2 separate regions of the Mus musculus genome follow, and region 1 is linked to region 2. A link is a contact called in public Micro-C data. All regions are on one chromosome and are shown on one strand. The core of a region is the stretch at or near the end of the contact, and the rest is flanking DNA. Distances in the headings are between cores, read along the strand shown. Region 1 overlaps Gm11266 (predicted gene 11266). Region 2 overlaps Gm5860 (predicted gene 5860).

Region 1 (5,494 bases), core at 2,871-5,370, 440 kb after region 2:
GGAAAACTGAATTTTATATAATGTTAGTACATCATATAATAGTGTTAGCCTTTTATTTTTGTTTCATTTTCAAACATTTAATACTACATAAAATTTACAAAGCTTTAAAAGCTCTCAAACCATCTAACCAGTAGGTTCTGTTAAAACTGTAGATGCAAATTCACTTTCCCTACCCCAGGGATACCATGTGCAGCAGGTAACATGTGCAAGAAGTTTATAGCAGAGTTTTTCATAAATGTTCCATAGGAGAAAATCAAAATTCCCTCAATGGTCCAACGGATAAATATGGTAGAGTTTACTTACACACAACATATGGTTGGAAGAAGTGAGCCATGAAAGAAAGCATGCAGCATGATTTTATTCATCTACAGTCAAAAAAGAGACAGAAAATTTGAAACCACAAACAAAGAAGAAGAGCCAGGAGATGACCATAAGAGGATCCCTTGTGCTGGCCTCCAGGAGGAGGTGACAGAGAGAGCCTTCCCATCAAGGCAATGTTGATTCTTAATGACTTTGGTGTTTTCTCTGAATTAATTCTTTAAATTATAAAATTTATGATTGTATTCAGAAATGTTCATTCCTTATATGTTTATAGTTTCTAATCCTATGTTGGCATATGAAGCCTCATTGGAGTATGAAGGCCCATGACAAGGCACGTGTTTCTGATGTCCTGAGATTCCTCTGAGGTGACTGGGAAGACCTTTGGCATCCATCTGGCCCTAGGTTTTGCATTTCTCAAGAATGGTCTTGGCTTTTCTACATTGAACTGTTTTCCTTTTCACTTTACTTTTGTCTCAGACACCAGTGCTCTCTGCCAAATTCCCTCAAGGTCGGATTCACATTATTTTAGGTTCCATTGTGTTGAAGCCTTTCTTGTTGGGAAAGTCTATTTTTCTTAATTTCAAAATGTAATTATAAATAATTCAATCATTTGGACTGGGTGAAGGATGTCTATTTTGGCCACTTTCCCTTTGTCCTCTGCTCTCCAGGGTCCAGTCTCTTCTTTACACTCTTACCTTCTGGCTCTCTGTGTGTGGCTCTGTGCTTCTAGGCAGGGGAAACGGATTTGTGATTGAAAGAGATGTGGATGGAAGAGTGAGACAACTGGCATTTGAATTTTTACCCAGCCTATGACCTCCCTGGGTTCACAGCCAGTGGCTGAAGCTCTCTGGCTCTTCTGAGTACTTTACCAGAGAGCTCGGAGTAACTGCTAGGAACAGTCCCTGAGAACTGGGTACACAAGGATGCTATGTCGCACATCCTAGCTCAGCACTCTGTTACTCTGTACCTGAGGAAAGCTCAAGCAAGCATGCGTTTGCTCCTGTCTTTCCTTTATTCCTCTCCACTCTCCTTCCTTCATCCCTCCCCCGCCCTTTCCTCTTGCTTTCATTCTTTCTGAGCTTCTGCAACAGTTTCTCTCTATCTTCCTGGGTCACCTCAATTCTGAGCAATTGCCTGAAGGGAGAAAAAGATAGTAAGCAGGTTGGTGATGGGGAAAATCATTGGTGAGAGGATTTTTTTTTTCCCCCATGAAACAAGGAACATTTCCTCATGAGTATAAGTCTGTTCAGATCTGGAAATCCAAGATGACAAACTTACAGAGCTCCAAGCTACATGGAAATTTAGGACTAAGACTCATTTCTGTACACACCACTTCGAATCCTGTCTGTAAACATTAATGTCTGTCTGTCCATCCATCTGCCTGTCCATCTGCCTGTCTGTCTGTCTGTCTGTCTGTCTGTCTGTCTGTCTTGGGAGTTGTTTGTGAAGCCAGGGCCTCCCATCATTCCAGAGGCTAGCCTCAAACTCACTATGTTACCAAGCCTGGTCTTGAACTCCCCATCCTTCTACCTCCATCTTGCTGGTGCTGAGATTAGAGGCTTGTGTTACCACATTCAGATCAAAATGTCGGATGCAGTTACTGCTATTGTTCTTGTGGTTATTACTGTTTTTCAGGACCATGCCAGCATGCACAACAGAAGTTCTAAGACTATTAACTGCCTCATTTGCCAAATTCACACCAAGTTACAAATGGTAGAAATGGTTGTTTCTTCTAGCGTTTCCCAGTGTCCCCTGTCATTTTCCCCTATAAACATTTCACTCTGCTTTTTCCAGAATAAACATCATTATAATTGCTTCTTGTTCTCATCTCTGATATCCCCATGGCTCTTGCCACTCTCACTGGTAGATGCAACACCTCTGAATTTACTACCATCTGCAAATATCATTAGCTATTGTTTATTCCCTCTCCCACACTATTAATGAAGATGTTAATTAAGACCAGAACGAACACTGACCCCAGCAGCAATCCACTAGACACTTATCCAACTGGATAAACTTCTGTTAGTCATTACCCACTGCTCATAGACATTACCACCCCTCCATTCTCTTCATCTGCTCATTTGCAAGGGACTGGGAAAGAGAATTAAGGGAGCCCAGAATTATTTAAAAATCATCACTCTGATACTTAGGGTCTGGGAAAGGGATTCAGTAGAGCAGCCGAAGAGTAGATGTCAGTACCGTGCATGAAGAAGTGAGCCAGCCTCCAAAAATATTTGGTAATTGCCTAGCTAAGCGTCTGGGTTTCCAAGAATTTAGCAAATTGAGCTAAGGCTGGAGCACAGCAGGACAGATTACAGAGTCCTCACAGCAGATATTTCTTTTTACACTGGAAAAAAAAATCTGAGACCCAAAATGTCAAGTGATTTGTCCAAGGTCACAACTCAAGTTAGGTATGGCACCTGAATTGGAACTCTAGGTTCAGTTTACAGACCCATACCCAACATACTTCACAGAGGTTGTGTTCTTACATTTGCAGGTTAGCATTCGCTTCTAAAGTCTCACACGTGAACAGTGCAGAATCTATCAGCTGAATTTTTCTGTCTCCAGAGAACCATGTCCTGTGGTAGGAATGAACTCATCACGTACTTCATAAAGGAGAAAGCATTGTGAACTCTAATATACTTGTTTCCCGGCCTATAAATCAGTACATCTAACCAACCCTCAAAAAGTTTAGAGGAATATATATACATATATATACATATATATATATGTATATATATATACATATATATATATATATACATACATATCCACATTCCTAGAAATTCTGATTTAATTACATTGAAGGGAAGCCCAGACAGTGCTTTTATTTTGTTTGTAAGATTTATTTATTACTTTTATATGTATTAGTATTTTGCCCGCATGTATGTATGTGTGCTGTGTGTGAGCAGTGTTCTTGGAGACCAGAAGAGGGTGTCATATTCCCTGGGACCAGAGTTACAGATAGTGGCAAGCTTACTGATTGCCTGGGGAGGGTCTTAACCCACTGAACTCATTGAATTAACAAATGCCTTTCTGCCACCGTACAGCATGAAACCATGTAGTAGATAAAGAACATAAGTCAACAAGAAAATAAGAAAACAGAATCTCAGATTTCTTCTTAAATAGGAGCCCAAAAGAATACAATGGCGGGTTTGGGGGGACTTCAGAGGCTCTTAGCACCCAATGTCACACTCTATGGTCTTTCCCATCTCAGGCAAAGAGCTCTAAAGGACTAAGTGACTACCAGCACTCCCATCTGTCAGAACTGGGGAACTAAAAAGCCTATGCTTGATTGATTGCACAGGTTTTTGACACCTCGGGGATGCTTGGTGCATGGCAGCTGAAGTCTGCATGTGGAAGTCTTTCCAGGAAGAATAGACAAGTGTACTTGTAGTTTACAGAAAGGTGGTACACGCATGTCAGAATGCCCAAATGGGGAAAAACACAAGCAAGTTCTCCCAGCTACACCCTAAGTCTTTGAGAATCTGAGGACAGAGAAGCAAGAGCATGCGGTTGAGAGCTTTGGGAAAGGAGCTGAGGGATCCTCCACTCTGCCGGCATCTCTGTCATCCTCTCCCTCTCCATGGCTGCTGAGGTTGTGATCAGACAGGAAACCCACACAGGAAGCCAGGAAGTGTGGACATGGAGGGTCAGCAGAGCACACAATAAGACCATGGAGAAAGGAAGTTGGAGGTGGGGAGGTTTTCAGTGTGATTCTTCCTCCAGCCTGGAAGTCAGAGGCTCCCCTGGAGCTCCCAGGCCTAAGGAGGACTCCCTGCCTCAGTCAGCCAGAAGGCCTCTGCCCGTGAGTGCTTCCAGATGCACTGATGTGTGGAGCCCAGAACAGCTCCAGAGTCATTGCTGGCTAGGAAGTGACTTCCCGGGAGGGGGAGGAATCAGTCATTTTGACACAAGGTCAAAATACCAAGAAAACAGTATTCCCAATTGGGACTGTTCTGGGCCCAGCGCAAGAGTTCATTAGAACATACTATCCTCTCTCTCTCTCTCTCTCTCCTCTCCTTAGGCTTTCTGGCCAAAGGACTCTGTTGAGCATGCTTCCAAGAGCAGATCTCTGGAGATGGTGGAAGCATGCGCAGAGGGCTGGATAAGGATCTCCCTCTTAACTTTAGAAAGGAAAGACCCCGGAGAGGAGAGAATCCAGTCTAATGATTCTAGGGAAGAACACATGACCTCAAGATGGCACTTGGGCACAGACAGAGTAGACTGCTGGATGGCCCACAGGGTTCAGTCACTGAGTCAGACGGCAGTGAGGTTTCCCTTAGGACATGAAAATCAGACTTGCTCATGAGGCCTAAGCATATGCCAGGCTTGTGTGTGGTGTATTCATGTATGAAAAAACTCTCGTCTTTATAAAATCAACATGGGGGAGGCACATCAGCCTTCCTACACTTGCCTGATCAAGAAGCTGCCAGTCACACCCCTCCCTTCTCTTCTGACTCCCCCCCCCAAAAAAAAAAACCCCGCCACCAAATAAATACACATACATTTACATAAGTATATCTGTACACAGGTGTATATGTTTCTAAACAATCGTTTCAGTGCCTGGGTTTTGTGCAGGCTCTGTCAGAGCGCTGTTACTGAGCTTAGGCTAATCCAGCCCTACTTTCTGATACCATCAGCATTTCTTCATACTGCCCCCATCGCCAAGCAACCAAACAGCAAGAATATGTTTTGCTGCTTCTGGTTTTAACACTCAGCGATTTCTCCCCCTTTAGGAGGGTCCCATCTATGTCCTTGTCTGTCTGTTACTAAAATTAAGAGAAGAAAAGGAGTGGCTGGGGCCAGGGGAAACAAGTTTCCCTGGTTCTGTGCCCTGACCTCACAGTGCACGTGTGGTATGGGGTAGAGCGAGCACTTTCCTGGCCATGTTCTTCCTGACTGTGCAAGCCCTGCCTTACACATCTTCCAACAGTCAAGTGCCCCACCCCCCACGCCCCACACATCTATACTCTCTCTGCTTAAGACCACATCTTCATTCTCTAGACGATTATGTTCCTTCTCTAGTCCTTGGGAAAGCATTCTTTTTACAGTCTCTGTTCTAAACAACTCTCAAGAAGGAACTGAAGCCTAAGCTGCCATTGCCGGGGTACCCCTTACCTCCCATGCCCATGAGGGGTTGAGGGTGGCAGGCCTGTGACTAAATCAATAG
Region 2 (5,305 bases), core at 2,517-5,016:
AGGCACTTTTCGTGTGTGTGATATATGTGCAGGCAAATTACTCATACACATACATACAATTTAAATTTCAAGTTGAGTTTCCCTTGTCTACATTTTAAAACCAATTCAGATTAAACTTTTCACATGGCCAAGTTCATTGGCTCCTTCATCACCTTCTTCTCCTCCTTTTAATGACTACTAGTTCTATTCCAGTCCACGTGCTTCTTGCTGGGTCACTTTTGTTAGCTTAGCAGTTTCATTTAAAATTTCCCCTTTCTTCTGATTTGTATCAACCCTGGTTCTCTCTTCATTATCTTGCTCACACTACTCTTATTTTCATGGGAAGAACAGTCTAGTGGCTAAGGGAGAGACACTGGAGTGAGACCTTTGAGATACTGCTTCTCTGAGCATGCCTTTGGTCTACTTAATATTTGAGCAGAATGCTTCAATTTACTTTTTGTAGTAAGTTGTTTCTGTGTAGCCCTAGTTATTCTGAAATTCAGTATGTAGACTAGGCTAGCCTCAAACTCACTGAGATCTGCCTGCCTTTGACTGCCAAGTCCTGGGACCACGACGGTGTCACCATGATCGGCTACCTTCACATATTTGAAACCAAACATTATTCTGCATCCAGTAGAGCTGTGGAGTGCTTTTTCACCCTAACAACATTCTTGTGCTTTATCTAGTTTATATGGGAAACATTTTTAACTTTTTTATTTCTCATTTTCCTTTTATTGAAAATAGATTTTTTTCCTCATAATATAAGTCCTGATTACAGTCACCCACCTACTCCTCTAGTTTCTCCCTACCTCCCTCCCATCTGGATCCAATCGCTCTGTGTCTCTCATTAGAAAACAAATAGGCTTCTAAGTGATAATTTAAAAAAAAGAAATATAATAAGATAAAACAGAAACTAACAGATAATTAAAGGTCAATACAAAAGATAGAAGAGGCCCTAAAGGCACAAGAAACATAGAGATGCAGAAAGTCATTCATTCACAGATTCAAGAACCCCAGGAAAACACCAAACCAGAAGCCATGATAGATGCACAAATGGTCTATAGAAGAGGAGGGGGAGGGAGGGGGGAGAGAAGAGGGGGAACAGGGAGGGATGTGTTAAACTAAAAATAAAATTTTAAAAAGAAACAACAACAACAACAACAAACCTTGACAAAACATTATGAGACAAGGAACCTTCAAAAATGCCATTGGGTTTGTTTTCTGTGCAACATCTCTGAACAGGCAGCTGACCGGTAAGAGCAAATTGTATCTCCAGTGAGACTTGAGGTAAACTAAATTTCTATTTGCAAGTGGTTAGCATTGGAGGTAGCTCCTCGCTTCTTTCAGCTCTATGCCTGCAACCCCTGTGCTTGCTGCCTCAACCTTTGTGAGTTCATATGGGCATCAATCCTACTAATGGAGGCTTTCTTTCCTTGGTGTCCTTCATCCTCTCTGTTGTAGGAGGCACTTAGCCAAGCAGGCTCAGTTGCAATGCTGTTGCATGCATAGCTGATACTTCCTCCCAAAGCCGACCTAGAATCTGCTGGCATGGCTAGAGACTGCTGACATTGAATCAGGTGATGGAGTGAGCCAACGAGAAAGAGACAGCACAACTTCAGGCTACTTGAAAGAGTGAGATGGTGGGATTAGGGTCTGAAGGTTTGTCCAGTTCCTTGCAATATGAATTGAGTCTGCTTTGCCACTTGACTGACTCCCGGAGTCTGTGTTGTTGACTCTGCAACTTCTTACCCCCACCTTCAAGGGTGCTGGTAAGGAACACAAGTCAACATTCTGGATCTTGCATTCTTTTTGCCTCCTCTTTCCTTCCACTTTGGCATGTCCATGTTACCCTTGCTCAGCAAATGTTTAGGCAGTCTTGCTGGTAAGACTGTATAGGTTTAGATTTGACATCTACTAGGGGACACAATCTCACAGAAACTCCTCAGTCCTCTGTCTCTTACAATCTTCACCTCCCTTCTTCCTAATGTTCCCTGAATCTTGGTTGTACCAATGTTTTCTAGAAGTATCAGTTAGGACTAGACTCCACAACTCTGTATTTTCATTGTGTGTTTTTCTGTAATAGTCACCTGCTCTTGCAAAACTATGTTGACTTGACTATACTTATATGTGGATATAAGGATGAATACTTGGATGCAGTTATGGATTATACTGGTTTAGTAAAGTGGTGGTTAAAGTTTCTCTTACAAGATCGATGAATTCACTAGCACGAAGTAGTTGCCTAAGTTTCTGGCAGTAGGCATGCTTCCTTCTTGTTAAGCAGGCAAATTAGATAATTGTTGATTACTGCCACTGTATCTGTGCCACTATTGCACCCCAAAGTTTATCTTGACACACTTGTCCTTGTTTTGGTTCATAGAAGTGATAGCTTAGTAGGACTGTGGTTGTCATGTTGGAATATTTTTAAGAGGTATTAAAGCTTCAAACATTTAGTGACAGTATTTTTAATTTGTATAGTCTCCCAGAATAAAAATATTTTTGTATTTCTTCATAATCTAGTTTTTCACAACTAAGGTTACAAAGAGATTGACAAAATACCGTATGAAGAATAAAAGAAAGGGGCCTACTATAGCATTACTGTAGAAGACTGAAATGACATTTTCTGGTTCTCATAGTAGACTTCACTCAGTTCAACTTCATTAGACAAATGGCCTCCAAATCACATTCATTAATATAGTCACTCCAAAAAGCTCAAAGAATTCCTCTTTCTTCATCTCAGATCCATTGGATTATAAATCCCTTAGGAAGAAAGCAAAAGTCTACCTGTTTGTTATTTCTTACAGTTTCCATAATGGCCATAAGCACCAAGTTGGCAGACTACTGTGTGGCTTCATTGCTGTGCCCTTAACCCTTCTCAGGTGATGGTGACGAAATGCTCTTATCTGCTTCCCACTGTACTGGTCCCTGCAGAGTAGCTTGTTTGTAATTTGGAACAGAGGGAAAGATTGCATCTGGGTCAAAGTTATGTTGCATCACTTTGTTATTGGATGTGCCCATAAAGCCACACCACGTCTCCTTTGCCTTAAATTCTCTTTGTCTTGGACCGAGAATAAAGATCGTTGTCTAGTGATATTGCACTTTATTTTTGCTAGTTCGGCCTCATCTGATGCCATGACTTTCCTTATATTCATAGGGCTCTCTAAAGCATGGCAAATGAACATAAACTGCATATTTACTACAGTGGTCCTCCAGCTTTCCATTATTATATAGATTAGCCTATCTCCCTGTCCTTATATGGACATTGTAATAATCAATGGGAGTAAGGAGATGACTCTTTGCAGAAAATTGTGCATATAGGACCAATCAAGAGGAGTTCCAGTGAGATTCAGTAGTATCTCGGTCACACACAGTAGCCCACCAGCTAGTACTTGGAGAGTCCTATGTGACATTCATCAAGGATGTCTTTGCCTCCTTAAGTCAGAGTCTTTAAGACAACACACCCACAAAGTATGTAAGGAAGAATAATACTAATACAGCTATGGGCTACTCATTGTATTCTCTCAGTCTTGTGCTGGCTAAAAAACTGAGGTGTGTAGGTAGATATTAGTCTGATCTTGAAATACTATTATGAATAGACTACCACAGCATATGTAATTGTTGAGAATCAGATCCTTACTTAGAACAAGGTGGGGGGTGATGAAATACCATTACAGCCCATGGAGCAGCTCTGTGCCTCTTCTAATTGTAGAGCACAGCATATACGCAACCTAATGTCAGCCCTTCGTTCATCTGCCAGGCAAAATTCCAAGGACATGAAGTCAAAATTGTCAGCATGTGAAACACAACTGAATTGTAATTCCCTTTGCCACACATAAAAGGGGTCAAAGGTATAAAACAGGCCAGGCTTAGAAATAAAAAGGAATGCTGTCATATTGTAAGGAACTTGACTTAGAATAGGGTCCTTGTGAAATGACACTTTCAATGGCCAATTCAGACTCAATGAAAATACTGGATAGTGTTTGTACGGGCATGGCCTCTTGAAGCACATCCAAAGAAATCTCATGGATTGTCTCTGTGAGCATAATTGTTGATTCTTGGAAATGGAGGCCTGTCCTTTCTACGCTCACACTCAGCAGACATAACACTATGCAGTCACACACAGGTTTGGAAGCAGCCAAAAGAGAAAGAAAAGTGTTTCTCTCTGTAGGCCAAATCCCAAGGCAAAGGAGTTTTGGGAACATGCCTAAATGTTCTAACTTCTGAGAACAGAGGCTGCCTCAAAGGGACAGGGTCATACAAGCTGTAGGTCATGTACAGAAACATCCAGGAGCCAGCAGGAATAACAGGATGCCTAAGAGAGCCTTGAAATCAAGGTCACTCTGAATGTGGGACTCATAATTTGAAAGTTATTGATGTGTATAGGACTGCCGTCTACTTCTCAGGTTGAGTGAACAGGTCAGAAACTTGGGAAATGAGAGTCTTGTTCTGTCTACTTGTCTTCACAGTGTCAAATACAAGTGAGACCTGCCCAGATGTAACAACAAGCAGCTCAACACTAGGCAGGTGTGGACTCCTAACACAGAGCTCCACCAGCCTGGGATCAGAGATCACGAGTGTCTCCATGAGAGATGGTACTTAGAGCCTCTCAGAGCCTTGGAGAACCAGTCAATGTCAAGTATTTGCAGAATCAGACTCCCAAATTAAGAAATTAAATAACTGACACATGGCAATATTTTAACATCACCTTCTATTTTAGCCACTAAAAGCCAAGGGATATATGTATTTAAGAATTTAGGTCTGAGAGTGGTCTATTGTCCCTTCAGCCTGGTCCTCACTTCCCTGTAGTATGGACAGAGATAAAGAGTTCATCATTACTAATAGGAACACCCAGGCATGAGAAAGCTAGAGGAACAATCAGACTGTCACAGCTGGGAGCTGAGATTGTAGCTGAAGACTTTGATATATAATTTCACATTTCAAATGTTTTCTTCAGTCATTACACACACACACACACACACTCACACGTACACATCACACATCACAATACAAAGGTTTGAAACAATTTAAAATTTTTCCCATGTCTTTCCTCACATATGTTCACCAATATCATTTCATGTACCAATATCTATTTAACTATACAATAATTTATGTAAAGAAACTCTCCACTCATCCAAATTTCAGGTCCATTAATAGAGCATCACGGTGCTCCATAAAACCCACCATGGTCACACATACATAGCCTGGGTTTGGGAGGCAGAGCAGGCAGATTTCTGAGTTCGAGGCCAGCCTGGTCTACAGAATGAGTTCCAGGACAGCTGGGGCTACACAGAGAAACCCTGTCTTGGGGGAAAAATGGACTGGGTTCTTC

Evidence for each region. Hi-C and Micro-C count contacts between places; a contact is called where the count stands out from the background.
Region 1: a Micro-C map of brown adipocytes shows a contact between it and region 2, with 4 times the contacts expected there. The contact joins two enhancer-like sites. A contact is called at or near these places in 1 of 15 datasets of contacts at CTCF or cohesin (the NIH/3T3 cell line), 2 of 484 Hi-C or Micro-C datasets (brown adipocytes and cerebral cortex), 1 of 115 datasets of contacts at active chromatin or transcription factors (embryonic stem cells) and 1 of 9 other capture datasets (embryonic stem cells).

Annotation. Positions count from the first base shown.
Region 1 is chr4:82,526,956-82,532,449 of GRCm38.p6, forward strand. All of the region lies in intron 1 of Gm11266 (predicted gene 11266), which reads left to right. Among named protein-coding and RNA genes, the nearest start is that of Gm11266, 22 kb to the left of the region's middle. Within about 2 kb of position 4,121, at least 91 of the 459 cell types and tissues checked have an H3K27ac peak or open chromatin away from gene starts, as enhancers often do. A contact at or near this core is called in brown adipocytes, where this site is marked.
Region 2 is chr4:82,086,940-82,092,244 of GRCm38.p6, forward strand. The region is part of intron 2 of Gm5860 (predicted gene 5860); the gene reads left to right. Among named protein-coding and RNA genes, the nearest start is that of Gm11264, 24 kb to the left of the region's middle. Within about 2 kb of position 3,767, at least 16 of the 459 cell types and tissues checked have an H3K27ac peak or open chromatin away from gene starts, as enhancers often do. A contact at or near this core is called in brown adipocytes, where this site is marked.